Linked DNA regions of Mus musculus: region 1 is linked to region 2. A link is a contact called in public HiChIP or PLAC-seq data. All regions are on one chromosome and are shown on one strand. The core of a region is the stretch at or near the end of the contact, and the rest is flanking DNA. Distances in the headings are between cores, read along the strand shown. Region 1 has its middle 110 kb from the start of Gm22284. Region 2 has its middle 200 kb from the start of Gm22284.

What was found. HiChIP or PLAC-seq counts read pairs in DNA pulled down with a chosen protein or histone mark.
Region 1: an H3K27ac HiChIP or PLAC-seq map of large pre-B cells shows a contact between it and region 2, with 3 times the contacts expected there. The contact joins two enhancer-like sites. A contact is called at or near these places in 1 of 39 promoter capture datasets (pre-B cells), 2 of 15 datasets of contacts at CTCF or cohesin (large pre-B cells and pro-B cells), 7 of 484 Hi-C or Micro-C datasets (the C10 cell line, CD4 T cells, cerebellar granule neurons and 3 more) and 1 of 115 datasets of contacts at active chromatin or transcription factors (large pre-B cells).

The regions. Positions count from the first base shown.
Region 1 is chr11:45,529,384-45,533,765 of GRCm38.p6, forward strand. No RefSeq gene overlaps it. Among named protein-coding and RNA genes, the nearest start is that of Gm22284, 110 kb to the right of the region's middle. Within about 2 kb of position 2,163, at least 6 of the 459 cell types and tissues checked have an H3K27ac peak or open chromatin away from gene starts, as enhancers often do.
Region 2 is chr11:45,438,993-45,443,757 of GRCm38.p6, forward strand. No RefSeq gene overlaps it. Among named protein-coding and RNA genes, the nearest start is that of Gm22284, 200 kb to the right of the region's middle. Within about 2 kb of position 3,214, at least 13 of the 459 cell types and tissues checked have an H3K27ac peak or open chromatin away from gene starts, as enhancers often do.

The DNA.
Region 1 (4,382 bases), core at 913-3,412, 89 kb after region 2:
ACTAAGATGCATTAGAAAGGACCCTCTCTTGTGAGACTATGCCGGGGCCTAGCAAACACAGAAGTGGATGCTCACAGTCAGCTATTGGATGGGTCACACGGCCCCCAATGGAGGAGCTAGAGAAAGTACACAAGGAGCTAAAGGGATCTGCAACCCTATAGGTGGAACAACATTATGAACTAACCAGTACCCTGGAGCTCTTGACTCTAGCTGCATATGTATCAAAAGATGGCCTAGTCGGCCATCACTGGAAAGAGAGGCCCATTGGACTTGCAAACTTTATATGCCCCAGTACAGGGGAACGCCAGGGCCAAAAAGGGGGAGTGGGTGGGTAGGGGATTGGGGGGGGGTGGGTATGGGGGACTTTTGGGATAGCATTGGAAATGTAAATGAAGAAAATACCTAATAAAAAAAAAAGAAAGAAAGGACCTTGAGGTTTCCACTGGCCTAAGACGTGAGCTTTCTGATAGACGAAACTATACCAAGAGATCACACTAGCAGCACCAAACAATAAGCAGACACATTACATCCTGAATAATGTGTGTTTGCTATTTTGAAGCTAGGGAAATAAAAATGTATCTTACTTATCTATATGAACTACATGGGAATGGGTGACACAGCAGATGAAAGAACGTCTTTATAAAAAGTGCTACAGTCGGGTGGTGCTGGCGCACACCTTTAATCCCAGCACTTGGGAGGCAGAGGCAGGTGGATTTCTGAGTTCGAGGCCAGCCTGGTCTACAGAGTGAGTTCCAGGACAGCGAGGGCTATACAGAGAAACCCTGTCTCGAAAAACCAAGCAAGCAAACAAATAAATAAATAAAGATTAAAAGTGCCACAATAGTGCAGTCATGAGATCCACTGCAGCTGTCTATATTGAACCTGTACAAGACTGAGCCCATCCATACTCATTTTGTTTAAGATTTATTTATTTATTTATTTATTTATTTATTTATTTATTATGTTATATGAGTACATTGTAGCTGTCTTCGGACACACCTAAAGAGTGCATCAAATCCCATTACAGATGGTTGTGAGCCACTATGTGGTTGCTGGGAATTGAAATCAGAACATCCGGAAGAGCAGTCAGTGCTCTTAACCACTGAGGCATCTCTCCAGCCCCATACTCAATCATTAATGGGAAAGGACTTATAGGGTTATGGGGACCTGCATCTCCGAGCTGAACTACTGGTTACTGATGGATGCCCAGGAGATGGATAGTCACTGGTTTCTGTTGTGTACCCACCGTTGAGCTCATCAGAGGCCATGGGAGAATGCTGCCTACTGACTTGCTCCCAGTGGCTTGCTCCATTTAGGTTTTAGAGAACCCAGGACCACCTACATGTGGATAGTACAACCCCACAGTGGACTGAACCCTCTTCCATCAAGAAAATGCCTCACGGACTTGTCTACAGAACAGTCTTATGGAGGCATTTCTCAATCTCTTTCCAGGTGACCCTTGCCTGCATCAAGTTAACAAAAAATGTAACCAGCCCAGGCAGAGATAGGATTCAAGGGTAGACGCACTGCCACTAAGCCGGAGCACCTGTAGTTATATATCCCAAGGACATACATGGTGAAAAGTTAGAAGTTGTCCTCTGAGGTCTGTACACATAAAGTACATTCATACATGTAATGACATACATGTAATTGTTTTTAAAGGCAATGAAGAAGGGGGAGCCATAGACTTGAAAAGATCTATAACATTTAAAAATCATATACACGAGCAAGACTAGAGGATGAGGTAATGTCCACAGCTGATAAAGCCATAGACCAGTGTAAGACGCGGGTCATTAAAAAGTAGTTATTTTCAGAGAAGGGGACTTGTTACAGTTGGGACAGACAGAGTTACATGTGCAGGCAGCTGTTCCACTTCTTCATTTGTGGAGTGACTGTAATGTTATTTACTATCTACCAATTCAACAAGCTGCACACTGGCTTTGTTTTTCTAGATGTCTAATTTCAGGGATGTGTGTTGAAAACTTTAATTACGGTGATAATTCACTTGCTTTGCGCATGAAGTTACTGTTCGGACACGACTAAGATGCAGTCCCCTAAGCAAAGGCCTACGTTTCCTTCCCTTTTTGAAAGAACTGGGATATCATAACTAGCGCCTGTCCATGGTTCCTTGATTAGACACACAGCAGAACCCACTGAAGCCTCACTGAAAGGTCTGTGACTTGGTTAAGAGAAAAGGCAAACACTCCACATACTACACCATGATGCACTTCCTCCATGATGCCTCTCCCTGCCAGGGAGAGGCTTCAAGTCTCCAGTCCCAGGATGGGAAGCTTACTGCTTTATGTTCCCCAGTTTTATAGTCCAGGCTCTTCTGTTTGTATTTCTTATACTCTTTGGAAATGTCATACATGTATCCAATATATCTACCTCCCACTCCTTCCCTGCAACTCCCCTTGGCCTTCCCTCAACACAACTTCTTCGAAATTTTAGGTCCGTCTGTCTGTCTTTTCCTCTCTCTCTCTCTCTCTCTCTCTCTCTCTCTAACTAGTTCTGCCCATATGTGTGAGCAGCCTACCCATGGCTACAACCCCAAAGAAAGTTGACTCTCCCTCCCCCTGAATGTATCAGCAGCCAGCCATCTGCCCCTCGGCTGAGAATGGGGCCTCAGGAGCCCTCCCTGCCTCATTGCTCCACACTGGATTAACTGACTTAACCGTGCTCTTTTCCAGGGTCTGGCACCAACCAGCCTTCCCACCTTCCCCATTCCCTGCTTCTCAGATACTTCACTCCACCTAGCTGCTCTACTTTGGGACTTCAATTTTCTGTCCGTCTTTTCCTTACTTCCCTCTTCATGGCTCCTCTACTCAATTTTCCCCTTTCCTTTGCCTCAGTACTACTTCAGTTATCCTTTAAGATACAGCTCTGTCCCCACACTCTAAAGTAATGCTTTCTTAGTCAGCCCCATTTTCCTTTATGTGCATTTCAAGATTGTCCAATACCACTATTAGACACTTGGTGTATCTCACTTGTAAGAGCATTTATTATTATTATTTTTTTTAGGGTCATCTGCCAATTTGTTTTGTATTAAGTCTGAGGCTATAACTGGTCCATTGTACATTTTTAAAGAATGCCGTCTGTGATGCTTTTTAGATGGGTAGTGGATAAGTGACTGGGTGAGTGGGGTGGATAGGTAGCTGAACTGGTAGTGGGTAGGCGTGTATGAACAGGTGAATGGACAGATTGGTGGATGGATAGATGGAAGAGTGGATGGGTGGATGGATAGATAGGTGGGTGGGTGAGCAGGGTGGACAGGTGGGTACATAGGTAGATAAACTGGTAGCCGAGTGGATAGGTGAATGTATGAATAGATGGATGGATGGATGGATGGATGGATGGATGGATGGATGGATGGATGGATAGGTGGGTGAGTGGGTGGGTAGGTAGGTGGTTAGACACATGGATAGGTTGCTGGATGGATAAATGGATGAATGGATGGTTAGAAGGGTGGATGGGTAGATGGATAGGTGGGTGGTCAGTAGATGATTTGAAGAACAAACCGAATGATACTATGTTGGAAAGCATCGGCAAGTACTGACAAATGTGGCCTGTTTATAGTCAATGGAAATAGAATGATGATTCCCCACTTGGGCAATGGCAAAGGAGTCACTGCAAAGGAGTCACTGGTCAGCTATTAACACTTACACATTGGGTGCTTGGATGCCCAGATGCTAAAATGAAAGTGGAGGTCTCAGAGCATGAGAATAGCTGTGATAAATCTTTCAAAACTCCAGCTTCACTCACGCCAGGACACTTAAGCAGGCCACCCATTGAAAGTTTGAAACCTCATGCAGACATTTTAAGAATAAATATACTATATGCTTTATACATTTTACGAAGATTTATGATCAGAATTACTAATGGCAAGTTCGGTGGCAGACAGGAGCAGTTGGATAAAAGACCTTTAGAATCTAAAATCTAGGTATGTAGTAGGTGCCAAGAAAAATATAAGGTCCTATCCCTGAGCTGTACAGGTGACATCTGTACAAAGAACAAAGAGTAAAGTCCTTGATACGTGTCAACTATTTCAGAGCACTCCCAAAGTACAAGGAACAGCTCAGATCACCATGCCAATAAAGTGACATGGGCCGTCTCTGAGTCCCTTTCTTAAGTAGTCATTGGCCCACATCCTTCTGAAGAAAAGCTTCAGGAACAGGTGTGCAAGAAGCAAACAGATTGGAAAGTTTGAGCTCAACTGTCAGTGGAACAATATTAGAGGTTTAAAAAAAAAAATTTGCACGGGGCTCTCCCCTGCAGGAAAGCAGGGAGTGGTCTCCTATGTCAGGAGGAACGTTAAAGCAGCCATCACATATGGCTGTGTATTTAGCTGGGTTGTTATCCCTGTTTTACTGATGACACAAGCC
Region 2 (4,765 bases), core at 1,964-4,463:
TTCAGAAATAGATTGCCAACACAAAAAGGACTCTATGACCTTTGTGTGCTTTTTGTTTTGTTCAGGGATTTTTTTGTGTGTGTCTTATTGTTTTGAACTTTGTTTTTATTTTATGACTTTTTTTTTTTAATTTTAAGAGAGCATGAATTTGGGTAGGTAGAAGCAGTAAAAATCTAGGAGGAGTTGAAAGATGAGAAAGAATATTATAAAAATAAATTATTTATAAAACATTGATAAGAAATTTTAATATGTATATAATTTTGGAACCAAATGGAGCTTCCATTTGGATCCAGAACAATGAGTAACTGTGGTTTAGATGAGTGCACCTGTAACTCTCAAATTAAAGCTTTGGGTTCCAGAGGAGGACCATTGGTAAACTTGTAGATCCTCAAGGGTAAGGTCAAGTAGAAAGTCCTAAGGTTTCACAATTCCCCCCAAGGGATTTGGGAACAATTACCCCATCTAGCTGGGGTTTTTTTTCTCCCTTATTTATATTTAAGTATTGAGGCCCACAACTGAGACTTCTCAATCTTGAACTAAAACTTCCATAACCCCGACCCCAAGTGAATGTTTTTCTTTGAAACTTGGGTGTCTCAGGGATATAGTTATAGTGAGGGAAAGAGGACATAATAACTGGACTTACCTGAAGGCATTTCTCAATTTTTCCTTGTCTCCATTAGTCATGTATAGAATGGGAATGATATTATTTATCACACTATATAAAGCAGATTGGATTTGGAGAAGTGAGACACATAGAAAACTAGGAATTGTTATGGATTCCATCTTCCTGGCTAGAAATTGATGGCTAGTGAATTGATGCTATTCTATCTTCCTCTGTACCAAAAGATGTTCTTCACAAAGCATGCCATTTAGACCTTTGTGTGATAGGTGTGCTCCTGTTCCCAGTGACATCTGCACTCATACATGCCTTCTCACCCAAGAACTGTAACCAAGCTAAGGAACCCTAGGTCCAATTAATTACATAATGAGGAAATAAAAGTGGAGACAGGATACGCCAAGTTTCTGCGTCAATGGAGAATGTAGGAAATTCAGGAGGCAGAAGGAAATCAGGGCATTTAAAGCACAGAAATCCAGAAGGTTGTGGAAGGAGCTAGAGGCACGGCCAAGGTTTCCCAGGCCTTGAAGGCCATGATTAAGAGTTTTAACTTAATCCAGTGGGATGACTAAATGCCATAAGATGTTTATCCAGAGAAAGAATATGCTTAAATTTCATTTTAAATAAATAATGCTGTATGTGATATATAGATAACAGATTTAGAGGCCTGCATCAGCAGATGTAGCTGCACCAGGCTGTTTCTACTACAGTGGCCCAGACTGAGAGAGCCATAACATAGATGAAGGGATAACAAAGAGAAATGAGGATTTGATAAACCATTCAGAAGGTCAAAGTCATGGCCCTGGCATGAAACTTACACCAGGATAAAGCAGTATCAACAAAGATGCCATGAATCACAGGGTCTAGTTTAAAAATATAAGAGTAGTTCCAGGGAGATGGCTCAGTGGGCAAATGGGCAAACCTGACAACCCGAAGTCCTCAGTGGAATGTCTGTAAAAGAGCTGCATGTGGTAGCGTATGTCCAACATCCCAAAATGGATACAGAAGATGCAAGGCTGAGAGAGGAGAAGTACCAGGATGCTCACAGGCCAGCCAGCCTGGAGTGTGCAGTGGCAAAAATAACAAGAGAAATAGTACTTCAAAAACAAGGTGCAGAGGTGAGAATCAACTCCCCAAAGTTGTTCTCAGCCTGCCACACACACACACACACACACACACACACACACACACACACACACACACACACATACACACATACACACACACACACACATACACACACACACACACACACACATACACACACACACACACACACACACACACACACACATGCCCACACTTGAATTTGAAGAAAATAGGACCCCAAGAGATTAATTTTATCTAAACCTATATTATAATGATTGGGTTTATAAATATGTACATGTGTAAGAAAGGGGGTGAAGGGTTTTGTGTGACCACTGTTCACACACATGCAAACAAATTGTCATATCTCTAAGAGTAGAAACCTGCATGCAGTGCATTCCTGTGGCCTGACACTCATACTCTGCCACTTATTTTTCTAAGCTACACAGAGCATGTGTAACCCTCTATATACTTTCTTTTATCTGTCCAGTGTGTGGCCACCTCGTTTTTATTGTAATTCTGGCTTTCATTTAATTTATTAGTCCATGGCCTATGTACACATATTTTAATAATTTTGAAAGCCTCTTGTCGTCATTGAAGCTTGCCTAAGGAAAGCCTGAGATAATCAGTATTTCAGATTTTACTGCACTGCTGTCCCCTCCCCCACCACATGCCCACACTCATATAGGTTTTGCTTTTTTTTTAAAAAAAAAAAAAGGAGAGATTTAACAGCCATAAGGCACTTTTAAAAATAACATTCACATCTGGGCTGACCACCTGTTTGCCAAAATTTAGCTTGATGTTAATTAAAACAGGCATGTTATAAAGCTCAGGAAATGGCAGCTGACCCCTAACCATGAATGTAGTGCTATAATAATATGTAGTAAAAATAAGACATTTGGGGCTGTTGTCCAAACCACTCATGCATTAAAATTCTCACCACTGTATACTCCCTTGCAGGAGGACGTGCAAATCAACTGCAAAAGTGGTTGAACCAAAATAATAATGATAATGATAATTCTAGGGAAAAGAGCTATTCGTTCATTTCACAGGCAGTTTCAAAGGCCCATCCTAAGCAAGCATTGTGGTCCACCCAGTGAGGAAGACTCCAGACAGAGAATGGAAGACTGATTAGCATCTCTTGTCCAGACAGTGGTGCTGTCAACATCACTGATATTTACTGATGAACAGTTTGCTGTGTGTGTGGAGCAATGTGAAACATTGGTTTGCATGACTTCACTCCATCGTTCCTTCAGTTCTGCAAGGATCAGGAGCTCTGCTGAGATCCATGTAACAGACAAGGCAAAGAACGTATCTAAGAGCCAGTTCACTGCCCTGCGTGGTTCAGTGGCCGAGACTTGAATGCCGACTATCTGGGTGTGTCATTGAGGTTCTACATGAATGACCAGAATGTCTGGTCCTTCCCCCCACTTGGTCCCTGCTCTGTTTGAGAACTCAGGCCATGCTGTTTAGAACCAGCCGTGGAGATTTTGCTAGGTTTGGTACCGCCTCCCAGCCTACCCCTACCCGTGTTACTTTCTTCCCCTGTGGCCCCAGAGAGTCTCCCTCCTCTGCTCACTTTCCTATCAGCCTCACTTGTTTGAAACTACTCTTAATTGCCTTTGACAAGCTGACATTTGACAGCTCTGTCTTTGTTCTGCTTTTCATAGGATCCAGTTCTTTGCCCTTACCTCTGAATCGCAAGTCGCAAGTATTCCCTTTTCTCCTTGTTCTTCAAATGTTTCCTTTTATAAACTGGGGGGAACTGGAATTTCCCTGAATATTTTCTCCTTTATTCATCTCTGGATCCATCCTTGCATTTTAGGGCATGTATATGTGGGGTGCAGTTAACATAGTTAATATGTATTATACCCTCACAGAACATTAGGCTGCATATGCACGGCCTTAAAAGAAAGCCTTCAACTGGGCCCATCAACATTTCCTCATGTGGAGGGGGAGCCTCATAAGGCCCCACCCCTCAATGAGGTAAAATCTGTGTTGGCATGTATTTTAAATTATAAATGATTACATAAATTGTAAGTGCTTGGCTTATTGTACAAACTGTGTTGCCAAAAGTGCCCAATTGGTATGGCTAAGTTCAAACTACAACACTTAGTTAACGCATAAAATCACCATATTTGCTTTTAATATGTGTAGCTTCTTTAAGAAATAGAAAACAAGACCCTCTGAAATGCAATTGTGTTGTAGCTCCTGAAAGCCATTGTACTTGATGAGCAAGAGTCACAGACGCTGCTAGATACCCAATATATGAGGTCCAGCACATTCTATGCCAAAGGGCTTAGGGGGTTTGTCTATGCCCCCAGCAGACTGGTGTGGAATTAAAATGCCCAAAGATGTGCCCCCCTTCTATACTTACTATGTGAAATTGGATGGGCCCTTATACCCGATTCTGCCTTGGTTAAATATAGCTTTGGTAAAAAATAATAATAATAATAATAAGTTCTCACTTTATGAGCTTCTCACTAAACAATGATGAAATTGAGTGAGATTCTACACATACAAACTTAACCTAGCAAGAAGTCAATGAATGACACTGACTACTAACACCAATTCCTTAGTGTTGTCATTGTTTTATAAAGGTGTGTGTGTGTGTGTGTGTGTGTGTGTGTGTGTGTGTGTGAATGCGCGCGAGTGCGTGAGTGCATGTGTGCGTGTTTTAAAGAGGGAGACAGAGTTTTATATGCCACATGTGTGCACGTGCTGCAGAGGCTAAAAGAGGACATTAGATTCCCAGGAACCTGAGTTATAGGTGATTGTGAGCTACCTCATGTGAGGGACACTAAACCTGTGTCCTCTGCAAGAGCAGTAAGTGTTCTTAACCTTTGGCGGACCTCTCCAGCCCGACCACTGGTTTTCAGACAGTTTTTTTTTTCTCCACAGCTACTAATCACAATTGTTACAAAAGTCCATCTGAGGAGCGATCCAAGTAACCCTCCCTCTTCAACAGCATCGGTAACAGCAGCCTCTCTTCAGCAACCACTCCAGCAAACACCATCCTGTTTCAACTGTCCTTTGCCCCTTTATAGAGTCTTCTCTTTGCCT